Regions from separate parts of the Cyprinus carpio genome. Here regions 1 and 3 are each linked to region 2. The links are chromatin contacts, called in public Hi-C maps. All regions are on one chromosome and are shown on one strand. The core of a region is the stretch at or near the end of the contact, and the rest is flanking DNA. Distances in the headings are between cores, read along the strand shown. Region 1 has its middle 4.8 kb from the start of si:ch211-175m2.5. Region 2 has its middle 17 kb from the start of egr1. Region 3 has its middle 25 kb from the start of egr1.

Evidence for each region. Hi-C and Micro-C count contacts between places; a contact is called where the count stands out from the background.
Region 1: a contact with region 2 is called in a Hi-C map of liver, with 2.8 times the contacts expected there. The contact joins two enhancer-like sites. A contact is called at or near these places in 4 of 8 Hi-C or Micro-C datasets (liver and skeletal muscle).
Region 3: a Hi-C map of skeletal muscle shows a contact between it and region 2, with 2.5 times the contacts expected there. The contact joins two enhancer-like sites. A contact is called at or near these places in 3 of 8 Hi-C or Micro-C datasets (liver and skeletal muscle).

Annotation. Positions count from the first base shown.
Region 1 is chrA14:8,782,122-8,784,923 of ASM1834038v1, forward strand. No RefSeq gene overlaps it. Among protein-coding and RNA genes, the nearest start is that of si:ch211-175m2.5, 4.8 kb to the left of the region's middle. Within about 2 kb of position 1,395, at least 3 of the 8 cell types and tissues checked have an H3K27ac peak or open chromatin away from gene starts, as enhancers often do. A contact at or near this core is called in liver and skeletal muscle, where this site is marked.
Region 2 is chrA14:8,845,835-8,848,816 of ASM1834038v1, forward strand. No RefSeq gene overlaps it. Among protein-coding and RNA genes, the nearest start is that of egr1, 17 kb to the left of the region's middle. Within about 2 kb of position 1,382, at least 4 of the 8 cell types and tissues checked have an H3K27ac peak or open chromatin away from gene starts, as enhancers often do. A contact at or near this core is called in liver and skeletal muscle, where this site is marked.
Region 3 is chrA14:8,804,244-8,807,042 of ASM1834038v1, forward strand. No RefSeq gene overlaps it. Among protein-coding and RNA genes, the nearest start is that of egr1, 25 kb to the right of the region's middle. Within about 2 kb of position 1,383, at least 7 of the 8 cell types and tissues checked have an H3K27ac peak or open chromatin away from gene starts, as enhancers often do. A contact at or near this core is called in liver and skeletal muscle, where this site is marked.

The DNA of each region.
Region 1 (2,802 bases), core at 145-2,644, 64 kb before region 2:
AACAAAGTGCCATAAATGAGTCCAAGTGATACAGAAGTGAGAAATGAAAAACATGGAGTGAGAAATAAAAAGTTAGAAGGTGTGAGAAAGAATCACAATCTTGGCCAGTCTTTTGCTGCTTTGTTCTAATCGTTTATTTTTTCTTTAATGCCACTCTTCCATCATTCCCTAGCTTCTGATCCGCCGTGGTATCATTTCCCCAGATGAATCACAGAAAGCTAAAGAAATGATGCTTCGCCTCGCCTTAGTCATCCCCCTCCCCCTCCCTCCGCTTCCTCTTGTGCTTTCCCTCTTCCCTCAATTCAAAAAAGAAAAAAAAACAACAAACTCTATCATACACAAACCTCAAACAACAATAATTCTAATGATCCTAAACCCTGAGAGTCTCATTGCCAACCGTACGCTGTTAGAACACAAAAAGAGAATTTTTGAAGAATCTTCATGCAGCTTTTTCCATATTTGTCAAGCATCAGAAAGCATCATAACAGCAGTCCATATGACTCATGTGCTAAATTCCAAGTCTTCTGTAGTCAGACAATAGCGTGTCTCGACAAAAAAAAAAATTGAACAAGGACAAATGCTTTACACCACTCACACTTACACAATTACCAATGACCAATGCTTGGTCAACGACCACACCTAATTCGACCAGTGCTGTCATGAGGTGCCACTGATTTCATGAAGATTTTCGACATGAGGGTGAATACACAAATTCCTATTAACTTTAACCATATAAAATAGCAACGACATAACCATACAAATTCCTAACTACATAAAACATGAGTTTGAAAACACATTATTTTGAATAAATTTTGCTTTAACACTAACTGTTGCTTTAACACTTAAATAACACATTATCCTTCCTTCTGTCTAGCTCTCTTTCCTTGTTTTTTTTTTTTTTTGGTCTCAACCCATCTATTGTTTAACAAACACAAAGACAACTGAATTCATGGTATTAACGCATGACATGCATCAACACAAATCTTAACCGTTCATTTTGCATCCATTTGCAAGCTCAAAGCAGAAAAAAATAATCAATAAACCAGAGGAAAAATAAACCAGAAGGGCTGAGGAGCAACGTTCATGGCCGCTGGATTTCAACACGTTCATCAGCGTATGGTTGATGTTTACAGTCTGGGTGTCGTCCTCTGCTCTGTCTCAATCCACTGTGCTGTTCTGAGACCTGTGGCTGCTGGAAGCCCAGACAGATGTAAACATGTCCTGACCGCATGCACTGGCCCCAGGCCAGCTGCTGGCATAAACAGCCTGGAATGTCAGTGCCACGGCCCCGGCTCCCTCTCTCTGGGTTTTTACACCCAGTTACACTGGCCCACTGCCACAAGGCCCACAAACCGGTCAATGTTAAACAGAATCACTTTATTTAAAGGCATCACACAAGAAGGTTGTGATCTGCTTATACAACATGCTTATGAATAGTACAAATGTTTATAAATGCTGTGAGTCAGCAACATTTGAGTTGAAATAACTGTTTATGAAAGCCCAGAACATAGAATGTGAATGCATTATGCTGCTTTCTCTTTAATTAAAAATCAATACCACTTACTTGGCACACACATACATATAAATTACAAAAAAATTCAGACATCCCCTCTACTTTTTATAAAGTTCAAAAAAGGTTCAGACAGCCTCCAGTCTTGGAGGTCATATCACATCTATATTTATATTGCACAGTTTGATCAGATACCTTATGGGTAATAATTTTTAAAGCATGATTGTGATATTGTTTTTATACAACAGTTTAATAAACAAGAAATGACATTTTAGACACAATCGTTTTTCTCAGCCAATGAAAATAGTTCCAGACAAACAAACCCACAGCATAATTGCATCTAATACCAACAAACAAAACCATATACCAAAAAACACTAAGACTCACTCAAAAAAATTCCATCACTTAATGATTCGATGACTCACTTATAAAGACTGTCAGCTAGGATTGCCACCTTCAGTGAGGCAAAATAACCCCCCCCCCCAAACAACGCTTTATTGTGCCATCCCAAAGAAGCACAAAATCACTTTCACAGACTTTTAAATTAAATGTTCCCTCCTGGTGGAATGACCTGCCAAACTCAATCCTAGCCATCTTCAAGAATTGGCTAAAAACACATCTCTTTCATCTTTATTTGACCCTCTAACTCTAGCTCTCGCTATTCTAATTTTGTTCTAAAAAAAAAAAAAAAAAAAAAAAAAAAAAAGCATGCCCCTTTTAGACTTGCACTCTATACATTTACTGCTTGTTTTCTTTAAAAAAAAAAAAAAAAACACTAGCTTCTCTAATCTTTTGGTATTCTATGTAGTTGTTTTCTTTTTATTTATTATACAATTAATAATAAAAAAAAAGTTTTAAGCTAACTCAGACTTGTTATAGTACTTGCATATCATTGCTCTTTTGTTGATTTTGATTGCTTCCATTGTCCTCATTTGTAAGTCTCTTTGAATAAAAGCGTCTGCTAAATGACAAAATGTAAATGTATATATTTATGATTAATATCAATGATAAATTAATAAATAGGGCCTAACATTAATAATAATATATTAATTTATGTTTAATCATGTCTAAAAATATAATAATGTCTACTAAGCTCTGATAAAGTATGGAATATTATATTAACAGACTATTCAAATTTTAATAAAATAGGCCTATATCTTTAGAAGCACGGATGTGTCTGTCACTTTAAATGCATGGTTCACCACAAAAAATGAAATTAGTCATAATTTACCCAGGTTGCTCTAACCCAGTTCTTTCTTATGTTGAACACAAAAGAAGATACTTTGAAGAAT
Region 2 (2,982 bases), core at 132-2,631:
AAAAAAAAAAATATATATATATATATATATATATATATATATTTATTTTTTTTTAATTTTATTGTAAAGCACGGTAACGGGCTTCCATATGAGGGTGCATAAATGATGACTGAATTATCATTTTTATTGTAAAGCACTTTGGATCAACGGTGGTTGTGTTAAAGTTGTGCTTTATAAATAAAGTTTGACTTGACTTTGTGTGAACTATTCCTTTATAAAAACAAAGGCAGAAGAGTCTTTCAGAATAATTCAGTATGTGCTGATATTAGCCTCAAACATAGTGACAGCAGAGTAACACAGTCACCTCAGTCAGGTTCATTACTGCTGTCTGCTCACTGCTGCTGCTGCTGCTGCTGGAGGACTCTACATCTGGCTATTTATAGCGTGACTTTTGCTTTCTTTACTCGCAGACAATAAGGTCTAATCTGCTTTCTTAAAGGCTCCGCTGACCCAATGGCCTTTATTCATGTATAGACAACAGCTCAAAGGGAAGGGGATAGTAAAAGGGAAGGAGGGATGTGTGCTATGCGTGGCAATCTGACCCAACTGCTGCATATATTAAAATACACTACTTCAATAATTATCATTGTCTGTATGTAAAAATTAATTAGCTTGATAATAAAGCTAATCATTAGTGTTTAGTCTATGACACCACAACAGCACTTTTAATTTACTTTTAGACTGATTTAAACACACCATGTAAATAATTTTATGTCAAGAAGTAGTATGTAGAGGGTAACTGTAAAACTGTTTCAGTTCTGTACAGTCATATACCTTAAAGTCCAAACATAAAGTGGACATTTCCACTGTTATCAACTTGGAGAAAAGATACAGTTCACTGAACACGTTTACTTACAGCTGTCACACTGTATGGGGTAAATTGTCACAATGGACAACTGGAATTACTTGACCCTTGTTTGTGAAGAATAATTTCTGTTAGGTACTTTTCAAAGTAGACATTTTTTATTTAAAGGCTTTAACTATTCACCTCAATATATATATTGTAGATTTATAACATTTAAGTCAACATACAACCGAACTGCTAAGAAAACACATTTGTGTATTTGAACTTTTGACTCAAAACCATGATCTCTTGAGTTAACTTCCTCTACACACAATTTTTAGCATGACAACTCTCATGATTAAACCCATTTCCTAATTTCCATCACATTTCCTGTGATTGTCATGATCAATAAAGCATAAATTTAAAATATTGCATGTGTTGAAGCGCACCTATGCAGCTAGTTATAGAGTCTTCAGTTCTCTGAGTGATCAGACAGATTAACTAACATGCCAAATCTAACCTCAACAAACAAATCTACAACATGTTTTACACTCCCGGTGGTTAAAAACACCCAAACACCATTGTTTGAACCATTTATTTTAGTCTTTTGAAGCCCCTATATTTAGACACTGCGGCTTCAGAACAGCATGGAAAAGGTGACTGAATTTGTTTTTGCTGCAACATTTCCTGTGTGTCGCGAGGAGAGGAAAACCACATGTGCAGTGACGCTGCAGCTGAGAAGACAGAAAGGGCAAGTCAGAGGCGTGGAAAACTAGATAGCAGGAAGTAAAAAAAAAAAAAAAAAAAAAAAAAAAGAGAGCGACAAACTGAACTCAGCTCTTGTTTTATTAATCTGGTTTACAAAGAACACTCCCTTTTAAAGTGAGAAGCCAGAACCAAACAAGACAAGGCAGATTATGTTTGAATGGATTCAGAGAGTTACAAAAGATCATCTTTTTACTGGACATGCATGCAAAAAGAGAAAAGAAAACGTTCACTAAAATTGGTTACATTTATACTTAAAATTAGAAAAGAATTTGCTAATGGATTGAAAAAATACAGTTAATTCAATGTGAAAATAAGTCAGAATATCTTAAGCAATTTTCATTGACAAATTAATCTTATTTTAAGGATGTTAAAAAAACAAACAAACTGTGGAACAAGACAAAAATACAGAATAAGATGCTCCCTGTTATTTATTTATTTATTGGCAGCAAAATAAGCTACTATTTACACAATGCAGTTTCATGTCCTCACAGAACGTGACTCTTTCTTCATCTGCTTTTATTTGAAACAAGATTTCACCTTAAAAAAAAGTTAGCTGACCCCCATTAAACCCCATTGAAAATGTGTGGAATGACTTGAATACTGCAGTCCACAAACACTTCCCATCAAATTTAACTGAACTTGAGCAGTTCTGCAGAGAAAAGTGGGCAAATATGGCAAAGTCTAGATGTCCAAAGTTAGTAGAGACAAATCCCAAAAGACTCAAGGCTGCAATTAAAGTAAAAGGTGGTTGCACAAAATACTGACACAAGGAGGTGTTCCTTTTTCCAAATTAGTGATTCCCTTTTATATATATCTATATATACAGTTCTCATTATTAACTATTAACTATGATTTTATTTTCCTTAATAAACTCCTATTTTGCTGCTTATTAACAGTAAATAAGGTAGATATTCAGTTTAGGTATGGGGTTGGATTAAGGGATTTAAAATATGTTTATGCGGAATAAGACATTAATATGTGCTTTATAAGTACTACTAAAAAGCCAATATGTTAGTTAATAGTGAGAACTAGTCCTTAAAATAAAGTTTTACCAAAATATTAGTTTTTTTCTACTTCAAAATTTAACCTCAATGTGTTACTTGCCATTTCTTCATAATTGTGAAATGTACCAGCAATTTCTCAGTGAAAACTGTTTCTACGTCATTTTTATTTCGATGTAATGTATTTTTTTTGTCCTTTCAGAAATTAGGAAACAAATCAGGTGGCTTGGTGTCTCTAAGTAGAAAAAAAGCCAGAGTGAAACTGAAAGAAACGTGTGTGGTTGTGTGTGTGTGTATTAACATGCTCTATAAGGATATGTTCTAATCAATCAGGAAGTAACAGTGGAGCACATCCTCATAGCTCAAGCAAAGGAAAGAGACTTTCCATTGGCTTGTGTTTCTGCAACAGACATTTTCCACATCTCATTA
Region 3 (2,799 bases), core at 133-2,632, 42 kb before region 2:
CTTCATGGGGTTTTAATACTTAAGTTAAACTAATAATTTTCTTAATAATAAATGGATTAACATATAAAGAATTGTATTTTGTTGCGCTTAAGCACTGAAGTTCTCCACTTTAAACACACACATCCGGTATGTGATGTCAGTGTTGGATCTGGGAACGCCATTGGTCCAGAGCTCAGCAGGCCATGATGTCAGCAGCTCAGAGGGGGGTTGTGGTTGTAATGGATTAGTATGGCTATTGGTGCAGGAAAGTGCACATTAGGACGTGTGATGTAAGTGTGTGTCTACTAGGCCTCCATGAGGAAAGTCCTGTGTGGTTTGCTGTCAGAGGGAAATTGTGACGTGGCATTCCAATATTATTTTAATCCATTATTTTAAAGTATTTATGAATCATAGTATTTGTGGCATTGCATTTACTGATATGTACAGTTTTTTTTTTTTTTTTTTTTGCTGTTAAAATAAAATAAAATAAAATAAAATAAAATAAAATAAAATAAAATAATTAAATAAATGTATGAACTTTTTGTTAGTAATATTTCAAGATGAACACTGTACTAAAGCAACTTACGTCTACTTGATTATCCACAAAATATTTTATTTGTTTATTTTTTTATTTATTTAAATAATGTTAAAATATATCATTTAAATATCCATTGGTCTTTAGTGGAATGTTTATTTGTGTCTGAGTCAATCATCACTGTATTTGCAAAAATAAAATAAAAACTACAGAGGTTTTGATCAACAACAATTGAACAATTTAAACAATATATTATTAAGACATCCAACTTTACATAGATTTCCAAATTTATATATATATATATAAACACTTTTACATTTTCTTACAAACTGTTCTGGTTTTATATTGTAACATATCTACAAATGTCTGCCTAGTCTAAAACCCCCACACCCTGATCTCACATGTCGTTAAAATAACATTCTAACACACACACACACACACACACACACACACACACACACACACACACACACACACACACACACGGTCACCATTCCTTCACACAGCAGCAATCAGTAATCAGAAACCTCTGGCCTGCTTTCCACACACAGAAAAAAGGCAACTGCCAGAGAGGGAAAGAGAGAGAGAGAGAAAAAAAGATTTCACCAAGCCAGTTTACCAGGGCAGACAGCCAATACTGAGAAAGAGAAAAAGAGTGAAAGGGCAGGAAACTCCATACATAGCCAACAGGAAGACAAGAGTTGGGGAAGGAAGTGCCTTGTATGGTCACAAAGGTTTCCTGGCTGGCCGCGAGAGACCACATTTCTTTAGCTCGTTGGCTCCCTAAGCCCGTATCACATGACACACAGCGGGAGAGGAGAGATTTGAGGGCCTGGGCCACAGTGTGTGTTTGTGTGTGTGTTCGGCGCTCAGGCCACTCCCTGCTCTCCTGTGCTCCAGCCCTACTGCTCTGTTACGCAGCTCGCGGTGACTGGGCTAAGCTAAGCTAATCCTTCCAGCTCAGACTGTGGTTATGTATGCCTTAAAAAAAAAACAATCCCTCAACAACCACTCTGGCTGAGAGAGTCAGCCACACATTCCTTGTAGTCGTCTTTATGCCGTACACGACAAAACAAAACTATTTAAACTTAAGTGAGGAAAGTTCAACAAAATAAGGAGCAGATCCCACAGCCATAGGGAACTGCTAGTTAGAAGTGTGTGAATGCATTTTGATCTGCATTTCTGATAAAATACTCATTTGTCTGTAATATTTCATAAACGTAAACATCCCGTGATTATTGGAAGCGTGAGAGTCTGACTCGATATGAGGATTCAGGCTGTTTTCACACATGCTCTGAGTGTTTGGTCCGAAGTTCGATCCCACTCTCCTCCCCTCTTCTCCACACATCCCTATTCACACTGAATACAGGGTAAAGTGGGACACTTAAGAATAATAAGCATACGTGTATTTTTGTCCATTGCTAAAAATCTTAAATTCATCCTAAAATGTGGACTCCCACAAAATTTACAAAATAAATAAATAATATAAATAAATAAATAAAATTGTATTAATAATAATAATAATTTGCATGCACAAATAACTTAAGCACAATCCTTTGCAACATGGTTCAAAAACAAATCCAGTATCAGGTAAATGGGTGTATGCTCACACATGATTATAATTTATTTACTGTAGTGTGTTTTTTGATATTACATTTAATATACTTAAAATTTACTGAACTGGAACTTCTAAAAATGTATATAAATATATGACAAGTTTTAATAGAAATGACGTTAAAGTCATTATAAATGCTTGTCTGTACATTTGGCAGTACACTTATTTAACCATATTTTAAAGACAATGGGGTAATTATGAGTTCAACAAAATGCATTTGATATAAATTTAAACTGTAATACATTTTATACAACATGCAATTAAGTTTCTGAAAACAATACATTCAGTTCACACTTAAAATATGGTTATAAGTATATTATTTCCATAAGTATTTCTTTTTCACTGTATTTTTAGATATAAAAATACATTTCTTTTTGCAGTGAAGAGATGTATTTGCATTTATGCATTTATTCAGAAGTGAGAAATTATAAGAATTGCATGAACAACAGCAGGGACAGAAACTGTATGTCATAAATGGCAGTTTACTTTCATGATTAATGACAGGTTGCATTTATTGTGGACTGTAACATAGTTAAAAATAAAAATTCTGACATCAAATGAACCAACACACCAAAAGCAGGCTGTTAAAATCAAATTAAAGAGCCACAACTAATGATGTACATCAAAACATATTCTATATGAGTTATAAAGAAATCTCTATGAGCGGCTA